4 separate regions of the Mus musculus genome follow, and regions 1, 2 and 4 are each linked to region 3. The links are chromatin contacts, called in public Hi-C and HiChIP or PLAC-seq maps. All regions are on one chromosome and are shown on one strand. The core of a region is the stretch at or near the end of the contact, and the rest is flanking DNA. Distances in the headings are between cores, read along the strand shown. Region 1 overlaps Gm36535 (a long non-coding RNA gene). Region 2 has its middle 9.1 kb from the start of E130006D01Rik. Region 3 holds the start of C130026L21Rik (RIKEN cDNA C130026L21 gene). Region 4 has its middle 17 kb from the start of Gm36481.

The links. Hi-C and Micro-C count contacts between places; a contact is called where the count stands out from the background. HiChIP or PLAC-seq counts read pairs in DNA pulled down with a chosen protein or histone mark.
Region 1: a contact with region 3 is called in a Hi-C map of embryonic fibroblasts, with 3 times the contacts expected there. The contact joins the enhancer-like site here to the promoter of C130026L21Rik in region 3. A contact is called at or near these places in 4 of 39 promoter capture datasets (the 3T3-L1 cell line, cranial neural crest, hippocampal neurons and 1 more) and 7 of 484 Hi-C or Micro-C datasets (the 3T3-L1 cell line, cortical neurons, embryonic fibroblasts and 2 more).
Region 2: a contact with region 3 is called in an H3K4me3 HiChIP or PLAC-seq map of neural tube, with 3 times the contacts expected there. The contact joins the enhancer-like site here to the promoter of C130026L21Rik in region 3. A contact is called at or near these places in 2 of 39 promoter capture datasets (cranial neural crest and neural stem cells), 3 of 484 Hi-C or Micro-C datasets (cerebral cortex and cortical neurons) and 8 of 115 datasets of contacts at active chromatin or transcription factors (craniofacial prominence, embryonic basal ganglia, embryonic forebrain and 5 more).
Region 4: an H3K4me3 HiChIP or PLAC-seq map of embryonic forebrain shows a contact between it and region 3, with 3 times the contacts expected there. The contact joins the enhancer-like site here to the promoter of C130026L21Rik in region 3. A contact is called at or near these places in 4 of 39 promoter capture datasets (the 3T3-L1 cell line, embryonic stem cells, frontonasal cranial neural crest and 1 more), 4 of 484 Hi-C or Micro-C datasets (cerebral cortex, embryonic somatosensory cortex, epidermal suprabasal cells and 1 more), 3 of 115 datasets of contacts at active chromatin or transcription factors (embryonic basal ganglia, embryonic forebrain and forebrain) and 2 of 9 other capture datasets (adipose tissue and liver).

Annotation. Positions count from the first base shown.
Region 1 is chr5:111,798,620-111,801,918 of GRCm38.p6, forward strand. It overlaps Gm36535 (a long non-coding RNA gene), which reads left to right. Exons shown (of 2, transcript XR_003955955.1): 2 at 2,252-3,299. Among named protein-coding and RNA genes, the nearest start is that of Gm36535, 6.9 kb to the left of the region's middle. Within about 2 kb of position 1,577, at least 175 of the 459 cell types and tissues checked have an H3K27ac peak or open chromatin away from gene starts, as enhancers often do. A contact at or near this core is called in embryonic fibroblasts, myocytes and second pharyngeal arch cranial neural crest, where this site is marked.
Region 2 is chr5:111,769,066-111,772,614 of GRCm38.p6, forward strand. No RefSeq gene overlaps it. Among named protein-coding and RNA genes, the nearest start is that of E130006D01Rik, 9.1 kb to the left of the region's middle. Within about 2 kb of position 1,401, at least 85 of the 459 cell types and tissues checked have an H3K27ac peak or open chromatin away from gene starts, as enhancers often do. A contact at or near this core is called in cerebral cortex, craniofacial prominence and neural tube, where this site is marked.
Region 3 is chr5:111,580,207-111,583,393 of GRCm38.p6, forward strand. It overlaps C130026L21Rik (RIKEN cDNA C130026L21 gene), which reads left to right and starts at 1,355. Exons shown (of 4, transcript NR_015546.2): 1 at 1,355-1,664; 2 at 1,973-2,090; 3 at 2,215-2,304.
Region 4 is chr5:111,723,464-111,726,619 of GRCm38.p6, forward strand. No RefSeq gene overlaps it. Among named protein-coding and RNA genes, the nearest start is that of Gm36481, 17 kb to the left of the region's middle. Within about 2 kb of position 1,423, at least 65 of the 459 cell types and tissues checked have an H3K27ac peak or open chromatin away from gene starts, as enhancers often do. A contact at or near this core is called in cerebral cortex, embryonic basal ganglia, embryonic forebrain and 2 more, where this site is marked.

The DNA of each region.
Region 1 (3,299 bases), core at 327-2,826, 220 kb after region 3:
TGTCCTGTCTTCTGGTTCCCAGGGAATCCTGCTGTGTGTTCTCACGTGGCTCACTGTTTCTCTGAACTCCAATTCTCTCAGTATAGGTGAAGCTTGGAAACACTTCTACACACCAGGGCAGCGTGAATGTCTGTTAAAGACTGGCCGATATGTTATATCTCTAGACAGATAGTGTGAGTCTAAGTCTGAATCAGTAGAGGAAGGGGACCAGGACTCTGCCTTGCACCCACAGAAGATTCCAAAGTTTCTTTCCTCCAACATAGTGGGTTCCTGGTTCTAGTGGCTTGGAAGGTGGTGGGGTATCCTCCCCATGATGGACACATTTATACTGTGCCTTCCCACCGACCCCGGGGCTTCCCCAGCGGGCGTCACCTCCTACTTACACCCATGGATGGTCCTTATGGGTCCTTATACTTTGTTCTTCTCCATGTCCCAGCACCAGCACTCTCAGGGATGGGCTAGCACAGGGATATTCAACTAGGCCCCCAGACTGGCCCCTCTGATCTAATCCAAACCAAACCAGGAGAGCAAAACCCTTAGAGGCTGCACAGCCACGGCAGAGCCCTCGTATGGAGCTGCAGGCCTTTGGCCAGGCGCTCTGCCTTCCTTGCCTCCGATCATTCTGAGCCCTGAGAATGCTCTAGAGATGCCTTGGCTGTGCAGAACCTTTTGTAAATTGTCTCATTCCTAAGAGCCCTTCCTTCCTCAAGAGAGGGAGACAGGGGGAGAAAGGCAGAGGGAGAGAAGTGAGAGAAGAAAAGGAAGGAAGGGGTTTTTATCTGCAGCTTGAGCCTCTCCTTAGGATCAGAGTTTTGTGCACTGTTTGAATAAGGTCCACAGTTGAAGGTCACTAGCCATGCCTCTCCTGTGATGAGAGCCTGGCTTGGGAACCCAGTTCTGGCCTGTAACTCAGAGAAACCAGCTTTAAAAGCACGAGTCCAGGGTGGGATGCCTCCAGAGTATTGGCTGGAGGGACCCACTCAGGGACCCTCTCTCGGCAGAGGCAGCCTAGAGGGAGGAGAAGAGCAACAAGCCAGAGAAAGAGGCCAGGCTGGGGCTGGGACAGAGAGTCCTGAATCCCATCTCCAGGTGACTCAGTGCCTGCTTTTGACCTTGGCATTGACCTCAAGAGCCTTCTGCCAGCCTAGGATGTGCGTAGGAAGGTCTCCACACCCAGCTTTGGCTGGCCGCCTTCGGGCCAGGTCACCCGAGGCCAGGCTTGCCTCATCTCGGATTCTTTTCCTTCTCCACGCTGCTCTGTCCTGGCTGCTTTGCTCACTGCAAGTCAGCACCCGTCTGCCTTGGACTGGGTCATATTACAACCACAGCCGGGGCCCGGGGACCCAACCACGGTGTGCCAGAGCAGGTGGCTCGCCTGGGACCCTGAAGTGCACACAGCAAGGTCCACGTTCCTGAGTTTTGTACAAAATCGTCCACAGACTTTAGAATCCACCAGGACGCAGGAGTCAAGACAGCTGGCCTAATGCGACTTGAGCAGAGAAGCCCAGCCCTGCTCAAGACAGCCAGCCACAGGAAGTGACTGAGCCCAGGGCCTAGGCCAAGAGCCTTGGCAGGCCAGCTCTGCAGCCTGGGGAGTCACTGGGCTCCTCAAGTTACAGGAGCTGTTGTCATGGATACCAGTGGTTTTATGGTCTAGCAAGTGGAAACACAGGACACCCAGTTCCATTTGAGCGTCAGATCAACAGTGTAAGTCAACCCCTGGCCGTGCTTGGGAGACACTGATCCTAAGGGTCATTCTTTTCTTTTCTGGATTCTCACATACCAGGGTCCCTGGTGTTTGACCCATCAAACGATGGCCTCATTATTCTTGAAGGAAACCCCTTGAATGGAAGCATCCTCTCCCCTGTGATGTGCAGAGTCCCCAGATGTCAGGAACTCAGAGATCATTTCTCCTAGACTGTGAATGTTAGGTACCCAATACAGATGTCAGCAGTGTCTGTGATGTTGATAACAATTAATAACACTTGACACGGATGTTAGTGCTCATTCGCAGAGCGTCCGCTGTGCTCCAGACACACCCTTTGCTCAACTCTGTCACGTCTTCACTCAGGGACCCTGCGCATGGTGGCTGCATCCTGTCATCATGAACCAGGTTGTTCACAGGGCTCATTCGAGATAGATGCTACAGAGTGTGTGTCCCCCAACTGCCATGGTGGGGCGCTGTGCTGAGTGGCTTGTGAGGGTCACCTCATAAAGTGTCGACTGTTCTGTACACGGAAGTTATTCCTAGGTCATCGGGAGGTCTCTACTTTGAAAGTGGGGAAACTGAGTCTCAAGCTCGGGGACATCAATAGTCAGGAAGCTCAGATCCACAGAGAGAAGCTGGCTTCTGCCCGAGTTCCATACTCCTCTAGGCTTCTCCATCGGCCACATGGTAAGTTGGATCGAGGGTAGACAAGCTGGAGCTGTGCATGTCCCCAGCTGTGCCTAAGGGACCCTACTTCCCCTGAGAACAAAGCTATCACCAAGCCTGTCTCTGCTGCAGTTCATGTCCCAGCTGTGGCTCAGGGTCCCCCAATTCCCCTGCTACAGTGCATGTCCCAGCTGTGCCTCAGGGACCCCATGTTCCCTGCTGCAGTGCATGTCCCTAGATGTGCCTCAGGGTCCCCATGTCCCCTGCTGCAGTGTGTGTCCCCAGCTGTGTCTCAGGGTTCCCCCAATTCTCCTGCTGTAGTACATGTTCCCAGCTGTGTCTCATGGACCCCAGTTCCTCTGAGAACAGCATTATCACCAAGCCTGTCTCAGATGGGGTTGAGGTTTCCTCTGCACACAATAAAGGCCCTGGGACAAATGCTTTCCAGCGCCGATGGCTGGTGCAGTAGTGAGGAAGCTTAAAGGGCAGGGCTCTAGAGAGCTTAGAATAGTTTGTTTTTTTTTTTCATTGCTGTGAAGAAATATCCTACAAGAGCCATCAGAAGGAGAAGGGTTTTATTCTGTCCCCGATTGAGGACATCATGCCCATCAGGAAAGACAAGGCATGAGAAAGCAGACCACACATGGCATCCACAGTCACAAATGCTGGTACTCAGTTCAATTTCTTCTTTGTATCCAGGCCTGGATCCTAGCCCAGGGATGGTGGTTTTCACATTTAGAGTGTATCTCCCATCTCAGTTAACCTAACCTTAGAAATTCCGTCACAGACAGGCCCAGAGGTCTGACTCCTAGGTGATGCTGGAGACTGTCCATTCAACAACATTACCATTTTGGGGGCTGGAGAGATGGCTCAGTGGTTAAGAGCACTGACTACTCTTCCGAAGGTCCTGAGTTCAAATCCCGAC
Region 2 (3,549 bases), core at 151-2,650, 190 kb after region 3:
GTCCCCTTTCCTGAAGGCACGTGCTTAAGTGACCAGCAACCTTGACGATTCATACCTCTCTAAAAGGCCACATAACACTCAGCTACAAACCTCTGTTGTCCCTGAAAGAGAAGACTCCACCACTTAGAGAACCAGCCAGTTTATTGGGTTAATTCCAGGAACTCAGTGTTGGATGGAGATAGGGTGGATAGGACAGTTGCTCCCTAGCTTGGGTGACGACTCAGAAAAGGATTGGTCCACTGGAACTCCTGGTGCAGCCTCTAGCCTCAGTAGAGAGAAAGGCCTGGTGCTGCCCACTTCAGGGCACTAAGACTGCCATTCTCACGGTGTCCTCCCAGCTAAGAAGGCTCTGCAGGACTCTGGTGGACAGAGACAGCAGAGTACAGAAGAGAAACACAGGGACTGGAGTTAGTGGCCCTGGCAGCTCTGAGGCTGGGGCATCCCAGGAACCCTAAACAGGGATGTCATTGTGATGGAAAGACAGACATAAAATCCACAGTTAGAGTGTGGCTCGGTGGTATAGGTTGCCACCACCTATTCACAAGGCTCCTGAACGTCCCTTGAGTATTCAGAGAGCAATAACTCCGATCCCACCTCCCTAGCCCATGGCAGATCTGGTCCACTCTCCACCTCTTTGGGTTTCTCTACTCCAGGCCAGGTGTAAGTGTTGTCACCATATTCATCTTTTCAAGACTAGTTTGTTTCACTCAGCATGAGCTCTTCACAATTCACCCACACTGTCACATGACACGTAGTTCCCTCCCTGTTAACGGCTATATTATATTTCATCTGGTAGATATGCTGAGATTTCTTTATTTGAAGTCCCAGCCTCTAGTTATACATCTCATGTATTAACATCCTGGCCATGAGACTGTGCTAAGTTTTAGGACTAGGCCTGTATTCCAACATTACCATGGATATTCCCCAACTGTGTGACTTCAGGGGTCACCTGGCCTCTAAGAGAGAGTTCTGAAAGATCAACTTAAGGTAGTGATCATGCACGTGTTAGATCAGTCACACTGGTTCACTGTCCCAAGGTCTCCAGTTCAGGTACTGAACTTTCCAAACGGAACCACAGGCACCCCTGCCAATCAGTCAAAGACAACAGAGCAGTACCGGGATGCTTTTGAGTGTAAAAGTCTGGCTCAGGCCTGAAATCACTGTGTTGTCTAGCCAAGACTCTGGTGCAGGGGAGCAGAGGCAACCCAAGTTAGAGAGCTGCCCCGCACGCTCCCCCCTCCACCCCCAGCTCCTCTCAACCATTATGAAGTAGAACGGAAATAAGAAAACTCAGGCCGCATTCATAGCTGGGCTTCAGGGCAGGGGAGGGGCTTGGGTGGCGGTGGACACAGGCCCCAGTGTTGAGCAAGGCAACAGCACTCCAGCCCCTCCCTGCCTGACTCCTTCCATCCCGGCCATTTCCAGACAGCCGAGCAGTCCGCCAGACTATTTAGTCTGGGTTTGGTGACCCCGTGACTGTGGCAGGGCGGGCTCAGATTTCAGGACTCTTGCAATCACAGCAGCCCCCTCGGCTCAGTCCTTACACAAACACCTTTGGGGCGCACGGGGCTTCCTGCCACACCGGCTTGCGGGAGCCTCAGCCGCAGCTTCCATGGGGAGCATCCTGTGCCTCCCTACAAGGCTCTCTTCCTAGGGGTCCTTCTCAGGCTCCAACCTAGCTGGCTCACATTCTGGGAGGGACTGGACTCCTGCTGGAAGCCTAAGCTTATGAAAGGAAAAACAAAACAAAACAAAATCAAAACAAAAACAAAAACAAAAAACAGCCCACCGCAACTCCTGCCTCTGCACCTTCTGCACTGCTGTGGCAATTGCAGCCACTCTTTTGGAGACAGGGGGATCTTATCTTTGGGATCCTCCTTGTGTGTGTATGGGAGGGTTGTTGGTGGCCCAGCATCTTAGCAGATTGAGGCCAGTCAATTCCTTAAACCCACTCTCAGCCACCAAGCAATCCCACACAAGGGAATAATGAGTGTAGTGGGGTCCAGGACAGTACAAGTCTTCCACAGAAATGATCTCGGGAGCCAGAGAGAGATATTGTATCTGCCCCCCTCCCCGATCTTTAGGTGAAGAAGCTGAGGCTCAGAGATGGCAAAAGATCTACAGAAGTTTGCACAGCCAGCAAGTTTGTTCAGGAGCAAAGCTCTCCTCATTCCTTCTTCATGTCTGAGGCTGTCCCTGGGATGGGGAAGGTGGGGCTCCTGGGCTGTGTTCACAGCCCCACATTTCTTTTCTTCCTTGATTTTTACAATGCCCAAGTAAAGCAATGCCATTCAACAAGAGCCAGCCTGATGTGTACCGGTTCCCACTCAGCATCCTGCTGAACACGTCGCCATGGCCAGCCTCTGAATCCCCTCCACAGGCACAACTCCCAGGAATAGCCAGGGAAGATTCCAATCCAGTCCCCTTGCCAGGTGTTATGGCACATGCCTGCAATCCCAACACCAGGGGGCCGAGGCAGGAAGGTTGCAGTGAGTTCAAGGCCAGCCTGGGATGCACAGCAAGACCCTGTTCCAAGACACTCCAACTTCTCCAAACATTGTCAGTGCTGGTGTCCGTGTTCAGACGCACAACTTTACAGGGCCTTCTAAGCTATCCAGGTCTGCAATGCTTTGTCACAAAAAGAAAAAAGAAAAAAGGAAAAAAAAAAAAAGAAAAGAGAAAGAGAAAGAAAAAGAAAAAGAAAAAGAAAAAAAAAGAAAAGGGATGAAGGAAATTAATTGATTTTGTGACTGGGAAAGTGATAAAGATAGAAAGAAGAAGAGGTGGAGGAAAAGGAGAGGAAGAGGAGGAGGAAGAGAAAGAGGAGGAAGAGGAGGAGGAAGAGGAGGAGGAAGAGGAGGAGGAAGAGAAAGAGGAGGAAGAAGAAAAAGGAGGAGGAGGAGGAGAAGGAGAAGAAGGAGGGAGAAGGAGAGGAGGAGGAGGAGGAAGAAGAGGAGGAGGAGGAATCTTATGAGGAGGATTAAGCCACATTTCAAAACATCCCCAGGTGGTACACTTTCAATCTGGAAAGTCAAAGTTCCAGAAAGTTCTGTGCCAGGAGGGCTGTTTCTTCCTCAGAGCCTCTGGGTTCCTGGCTGGCTTGGCTATGGAGCTTGGCTGCAGGTGGAGGAGGGGACCTCCTCTGTTTTCCCCAGGCCCAGGCCGCCCCCCCGCCCCAGCATTGTGTTCCAATTGTCGACTCAGCAAAACGGCCACTCACTCCCTCCCTGCTCCGATGGAAGGCGATTGCCTGCTAGCCAATTAATTCCGATTTAATTGCTTCACTCTGAGATGCAGGCCCCAACAACTAATCTGGCAAGGGGGTGCGGGGGGGGGGTGTTTAGTCAGGCAGATGCTGCCCTGTAGCCCTGGGGAGATGCTGGGAGAAGGAAGAAAAACATTCCACTCTGCAGGGCCCTGGGGGCTCTGGATGGGAAAGTTCTGGCCATTAGGGTGGTTCCAAAGATGGCTTATGGAGGGGCCCAAGGAGAGCTTAGACAGATAAGGGATTGTCCTGGTCCAGTTTCTTTTCAGACATTTAGCACTATC
Region 3 (3,187 bases), core at 105-2,604:
TGTCTCCCGCAGTGTCCTTGAGCTGCAATAACCCATCTAGGCAGAGTACCCTCAACCCTAAAGGAAGAGCACCGCCCACGCAAAGTGCAGGGCAGCGCAGGGGTGTGGGCACCACGCTGCTGAGGCTTACACTGTACTTTGGTTTAGTTCTAACAGAGACTTTTCCCTGTGCACCATCCTTCCTGCTGTTACATACATGCACACACTTTAAACATTTGCGTACATGTATGTATGTATGTATGTATGTATGTATGTATATGAGTGTGATGTGTGTGTTCACGTGTGTAAGTGTGCTGTGGCATAGGTGTGGAGATCAGTGGACAACCTCAGGTCTCAATCCTCACCCTCAACCTTATTTTAACAGGTCCTCTTATGTGCTGTGTGTACTCTAGCTAGCTGGCCATAGAACTTCCAGGGACCCTCCTGTCTCTGCCTCCCATCACTGGGCAAGATCCCTGGGCTGGCAAATCCTTGTTCTTGCGTTGGGTCCTGCCTGGGTTCTGGGCATCCATTCTGCCTTCTCATGCTTGCAAGAAAAAAAAAAATCTATGTGACCACTGAGCTCTCCAGCCCCATTCCACTGACAAACGGCAGCTGTAACTTGTCAGATGTCAATCATAGGGAGGCTCTGGGCGATGGAACCCAGGGTTTTATGAGTGTCACATGGTGCTCTGCCACCAGGCTAGCCCAGCCCAGTGTGTTTTCACACACAGGTGGTCCTCCATAGTCCTGTCAGTCTGAGAGGAGCATCTTTTCAGCCTCTAACCACTTCCCTGCTGCCGAGAGGTCCCGGCCCAACAGTGGTCTGGACCACACATAGCTGTGGCCTAAGAACTGAACCAGGAGGAGCTCATTTTGCGACCTGTGCCTCAGTTTCCTGATCTGACAGTGAAGCTCCCGTGTCTCCCTTAGGCAGCAGCTGCAGAGTAACCCCGCATGTGGGTTGCAGCGGCTGCTTAGCCAAGAAGGTGCCGCCAGCATCAGGCTGCAAAGTTCCCGTGAACCCAGGGCTGTGGTGCAACTGTCAGCTAGGCCCAAGCCCCCAGCCCCGGAGACCCCGGAGCCAGGCTGCATCTCGGGGAAATGAGGCCCGGTGGCCCCTGACCCCAGCCTGCAAGAGGCTAACCCCCTCCCTGGCCCCTCGGCTGTGAGGCTGCCCGCCCGGACCATTCATGGGTTTGTATTATAAGATGACTGCCGTCGCCATGGCAACATGAAAGGAGCCGATCTCATTACTGAGGCCCGGACACATTATTTTCTCCAAGGAATTTCTTCTTTTCATTATTTCCCTCCAAAGGTCAGCTGTCCTCTCAGGCGGGGCGGGGGCTGCGGGGGTGTCCACGAAAGGTGAGCCGATTCGGGGCCCAATTCCCCGGGTGGAATTTACAAGCGTTTTGCCTTCTCCTCCTGATCTAACACCAGCTTAGAGAATTTCTTCAAACCAGCCTTTCTCTTTAACCCCTGCGGCTCCGGCAGACAGCAGCCCAGCCATCCTTGCTAAGTTCCTGAGATTCCCTCCAGGGTCTGGGCTTTTCTCCAGCACGTGGCTCCCTGCTACCATCCGAGAAGTCCCTGATGCTGAGGTCTCTGCTGACTTGCCCCGAAGGATTGCCGACACACGGACATTTATGTCTTCCCCACAGGGAAAAACACCCCATTAGAAGGTAACACTAATGCGGGGGCGGGGGTGGTGGTGGCGGGGAGTCCATATCCTCGCTTGGAATGCAGAGTGTGCTGCAATTCAGAGACTGATAGACCTGCTAACATCCCTATCAGGCTGTGTGCCCTTGGGCAAGTAGCTCCCTGTTTCTGGGCACACTTTGCTCATCTGTGAAGCAACTCTATGTTGGTGTGTACCCAGGGAATGAGCAGAAATCATGAGCAGAGTCTGGCTGGCACCCAGGAACAGTAAATACCAAGGATTGATGATCGTATTTTGGTGTGTTTCTATCCATTTCTCTCTGTGTGTCAGCTGTCTGTAACTGTGAAACAAACAGCCCCGAGACTTGAGACTCGTTACCGGGAAGCAGCGATAACTCGGTATTAGCTCGTGCAGTTTCTGTGGGTGGAGGCCTCTGCATCCGTCTCTGGTGGGTCCTGAAGTGGCTGCAGCTACCCAGAAGAGGGAGGCAGAGGCTGGGATGGTTCTTCTGATATCTGGCCTCACAAGTCAACCGTATCTTGTGTCTATCTGCCTTACTCTGTGTCCAATAGGCAGAAATTTGGTTCCCCCATAGGATCTTCAGGGAGCTGCAGTGACACCAGAGGAGGGCTACTGGAAATGGCACCAGGACATCATATTCGGTAAGACAGGATCAGGGTGGACACCCATTCTACAGAGGGAAAACTGAGGCTCTGGACAAAAAACAGTGGCTTGCCCCACTGGCTTCCCACAGGCTCTAGATTCTTCCTTCTGTCTCAGTTTCTCATGGGGCCAGTCATTCAGCTCACCAGATTCTCTATCTGGGACACTGGAGGATTGTCTGCCCCTGTGTGGTGGGTACTCAGAGCTGGGGGAGCTCCCAGCCTCTCCATGGGAATTCTGGCACGTGCAGCGAAGATGATGATGTGTAGCTGTGATGTTGATGATGTGTGTTTGTTGACAGTTGGACGATTGTCTACCTCACAAGACAATAAATGGCTGCCAGAGGCAGAAACGTCAAAGTCAGTCATACAGATCTCTCTCTCTCTCTCAAAAAACAAAACAAAACAAAAACCAAAAAACTAACTCATGCTCTTGCATCTCCTACCTCCTGTGAATGATGCTTGGACTGAGTTTACAGGTTTCTGGCGGTGACTCAGCAGCCCATGAGGAACAGGGTCACCATGACTTAGCAGGGCTTAAAGGATGGGGTCAGCTCAGATTCTTTGGAACTGCCAAGGAAGGTGGTGGAGGAGAGAGATTGATTGATTGATTTTGAGTCTTGGAGGAAAGGCTGAGCTTATCCCCACCTCAAGGACCAAGAGCAAGCTTGGTCTGTGGGCATACATATGGACGGCTTGTTGGCAGCTTGCTCCTTGGCTCAGTTGGACTGCTGGTTCCTGACTAACAAAAAGAGACTGGGTTTTGGGCTCAGAGACTGCTGGGATAGCACATGAGAATGCAGATGTTCTGGAGGGCCTTAAAGGTTCCAGCTCATTAGGTTGGTGCCTAAGGATCAGCATTGTTTTAAAGATTTATTTATTT
Region 4 (3,156 bases), core at 173-2,672, 140 kb after region 3:
GGGTTTCTTATTCATGTACTTCTTGCACTTTTGATTTTGTTTAAGAAGTCTGCCTCAATCTCGAGCTCTCTGAGAATCTTCTGTTTTCTTTAGGAGATTTGTATTCCTTGGGGTTGGGAGCGGCACCTCTTGTATTCAGCTCTGTCACCTGTGGTCATCGAGGAGCCAGACCACAGGTGGGTGTGTAGACACTGAGGGAGATGGGCAGCTCCCCTCACACAGGGCCATGGCAGTGAGTTCCAGTGAACCAAATATATCCCCTTTGCTCTCCTGCTCCTCCACAGAGATCATCAAGACCACCTTTGAGATGATCACCATTTTGAATTGCATAGAACAAGAAATAACCCATAGATTCTATCAAGATTTATAACCACCTCTTCCCTAACAGAGAAGGGAAAGGAAGGGGAGAGTGGTTAAGGTTGTGGGAGGGAGAACAGAACAGAGGACCCAATAGAAAACACGCAAACCATTAAACAAACAGACGCTTTAACAGGGAAGCCACACAAACAGGGAAAGCCATTAAATTAAAGTGAGGAATGTCCTAAGCTTTCAGGGAAGTGCTGATGGAGTACAGCAAGCTCCCACTGTGCGTTCTCTGGCATGGGTTCCCACTGTGTGTCCTCTGGCATAGGTTCCCACTGTGTGCCCCCTGGAGTGGCTAAAGCCAATAAACCTGACAGCACCAAATGTTGGCAAAGAAAACAGAGCAACCGGAACACAGCCGATAGATAGGAAAACTGGCAAAAGTAGTCATTTGTTAGAACCGAAGCAGAAATGTTTGGACCCTGAGTGATCCCCAGGGCTCATTCTTGGTATTCACCAAGAATGTGGGGAAGCCCCCACAGTCCCCAAATACATACAGCAGTACCCTGTGTCCAGTGTCCCCAGACTAAAGCAACCCTACTCACTGGAGAGTGGAGATGTCAAGAATGGCAGGTATTCCCGGTGAAATCAGTCATGTGGATGGATATACAAATGAGCATGTTTCTATAACAAGGGGGCCAACAATGGCACAGGAGTCTAAGGGAAAGAGTCAGAGCTTTGCCATCCAGTGGAAGACAAGCCCGTGGAAGTTTAGCCACAAGACATGGGATCCTTCCTAGGGTGCCGGTCATTTGTATTCATTTATGGGGGTGCTGGATGCACCGATGCTTCTACTATACAAAGAGGTGCCAGGCTGCTCACTCATAAAGGGCTCCTTTTCTCTCTGGCCAACAGAAGAAACACACAACAGAAAAAGAACCCCAACATTTAAATCCAAAAAAAAAAAAAAAAAAACTTGCTCGGCCTGGTTAAGGCTCAGAGTAATTGTCCCAGCTGCCACCCTGGGCCCTGTGCCCGCTGGGCCCTGCTGCCCCTTGCAGCTCCTCTGAGGAGCCTGCAGCCCTGAGAAGAAATCTCTTCCCCTTTCTCATTCTTCCCGTTCCCTTGGCCTGGGGCTATTGTACATATGCAAATGTGGAGATGCTAGCTGCCTAGGCAAACCCAGCTATTTATAGCCAGATAGCTGGCACACTCACAGCTCTACAGACTAGAAAGCCGAAGCACTCACACAGACACATGCACGCACGCACGCACATGCATGCATGCACGCACGCACGCACACTACACACAGTATATTTTTTCTTTCCCCAGGATATAAATTTCCCGTCCCATTGCAGTCTGGGCCGTCGCATGCAACATTGATTGTCTGTTATATTACATTTATTAAGAAGTGATAACTTGTAATAATTGGATGTTAAATTAAAGAACTCTCTCCTAGTTATTGCCGTCTCAATTATAACTGTCGCTGGCTGGCAGTTATAATGATATATGAGGGTTGTATTTTATGCAGCCGACCGTGACCTGGTGAGTAATATTCCCCCAGCTCTGAGGGCGTTCATGCACTCCTTCGCTCCTAATGCCTTGCTCGGGTGCTCATTGGAATATTAAGCGACTGCAAGGCTGAGGTGTCGAAATCCGTGCAGCCAGCCTGGCAACTAACAGCCCCTCCGGCACCCGGGTTCCTCCCGCCTTCCCTCCTGGGCCAGGGCCAGCTCATTTGGGCTTTGTTTTATGGTTATAGGAATCCAGTTTGTTTGGGAAGTTATAGTGGGTGAAGAGTGTGCTTTCTGTTTCCTTGAAGATGAAGAGTCTGCAGTGAGCTCCCGGGTGCAGCCCCGAGGAGGAGCAGGTTGGCCAGGCAGCACCTGGGCAGTGGGGTGAGGGGACTTGTGGAGGGTCTGGCTGTATCTATGCAGCCTTGGCAAGTCGGAGGCTCTGGGAGCTGAAGGCTATTTGAGGCTCTGAATGAGTCTGTTGCTCAGGGCTGCAGACCTCACATGATGAAAAGGACTGACTGCCAGGGGCCCGCGCGATTGTGTCCAGACCTCGAGGAGATGGCATTCGCTAAGGTTAGACAGGAGGTTGATCTGGGCACTCATATCCTCACTTCCTTGTCTCCTCTGCCCCGTTCATTTGAGCCAACAGAGGCCACTTTGTTGGAATTGGCCACACGACAACCAAGGGGGACTCTGGGAGGCTCCTAGGTCCCCCAGTCCTCAGGTCACATCCGTCAGCCGTCATTCTGCATTTGTGTCTTAAGGCTTTATAAGGAAATTCCTCAGCACAGGCAGGAATGTGTTTCCCGAATTTCTGGAACTCAAGGTTTAAAGGTGTGGATGGACCTTGCTCTCCTGAGACTTCTAAGGAGGGTGTCCTGGACTCTGTCATTTCTGGCAACACAAGTGTCTCTTGCCTGTTGGCCCAAGCTGCCTTTTCCTCTAATGACATCCACAAAGACCCTTTTTCTAAATAAAATCATATCCTCAGGTTCCCCAGCTGCTAGGTGTCTGGGGCTGGGGCTGGGGCTGGGGCTGGGACTGGGGCTGGGGCTGGGGCTGGGGCTGGGGCTGGGGCTGGGGCTGGGGCTGGGGCTGGGGCTGGGGCTGGGCTGGGGCTGGGGCTGGGGCTGGGGCTGGGGCTGGGGCTGGGCTGGGGCTGGGGCTGGGGCTGGGGCTGGGGCTGGGGCTGGGGCTGGGGCTGGGCCTGGGGCTGGGGTAGTCTTCATCCCACTAGAAGACCTTTGCTTCCCAAGGCCAAATGGGCAGGGAAGAGATCATTACTTGAGTCCCATTAGCTAGTCGTTTAGTAAGTGTCTATAAATATCCTCTGTCA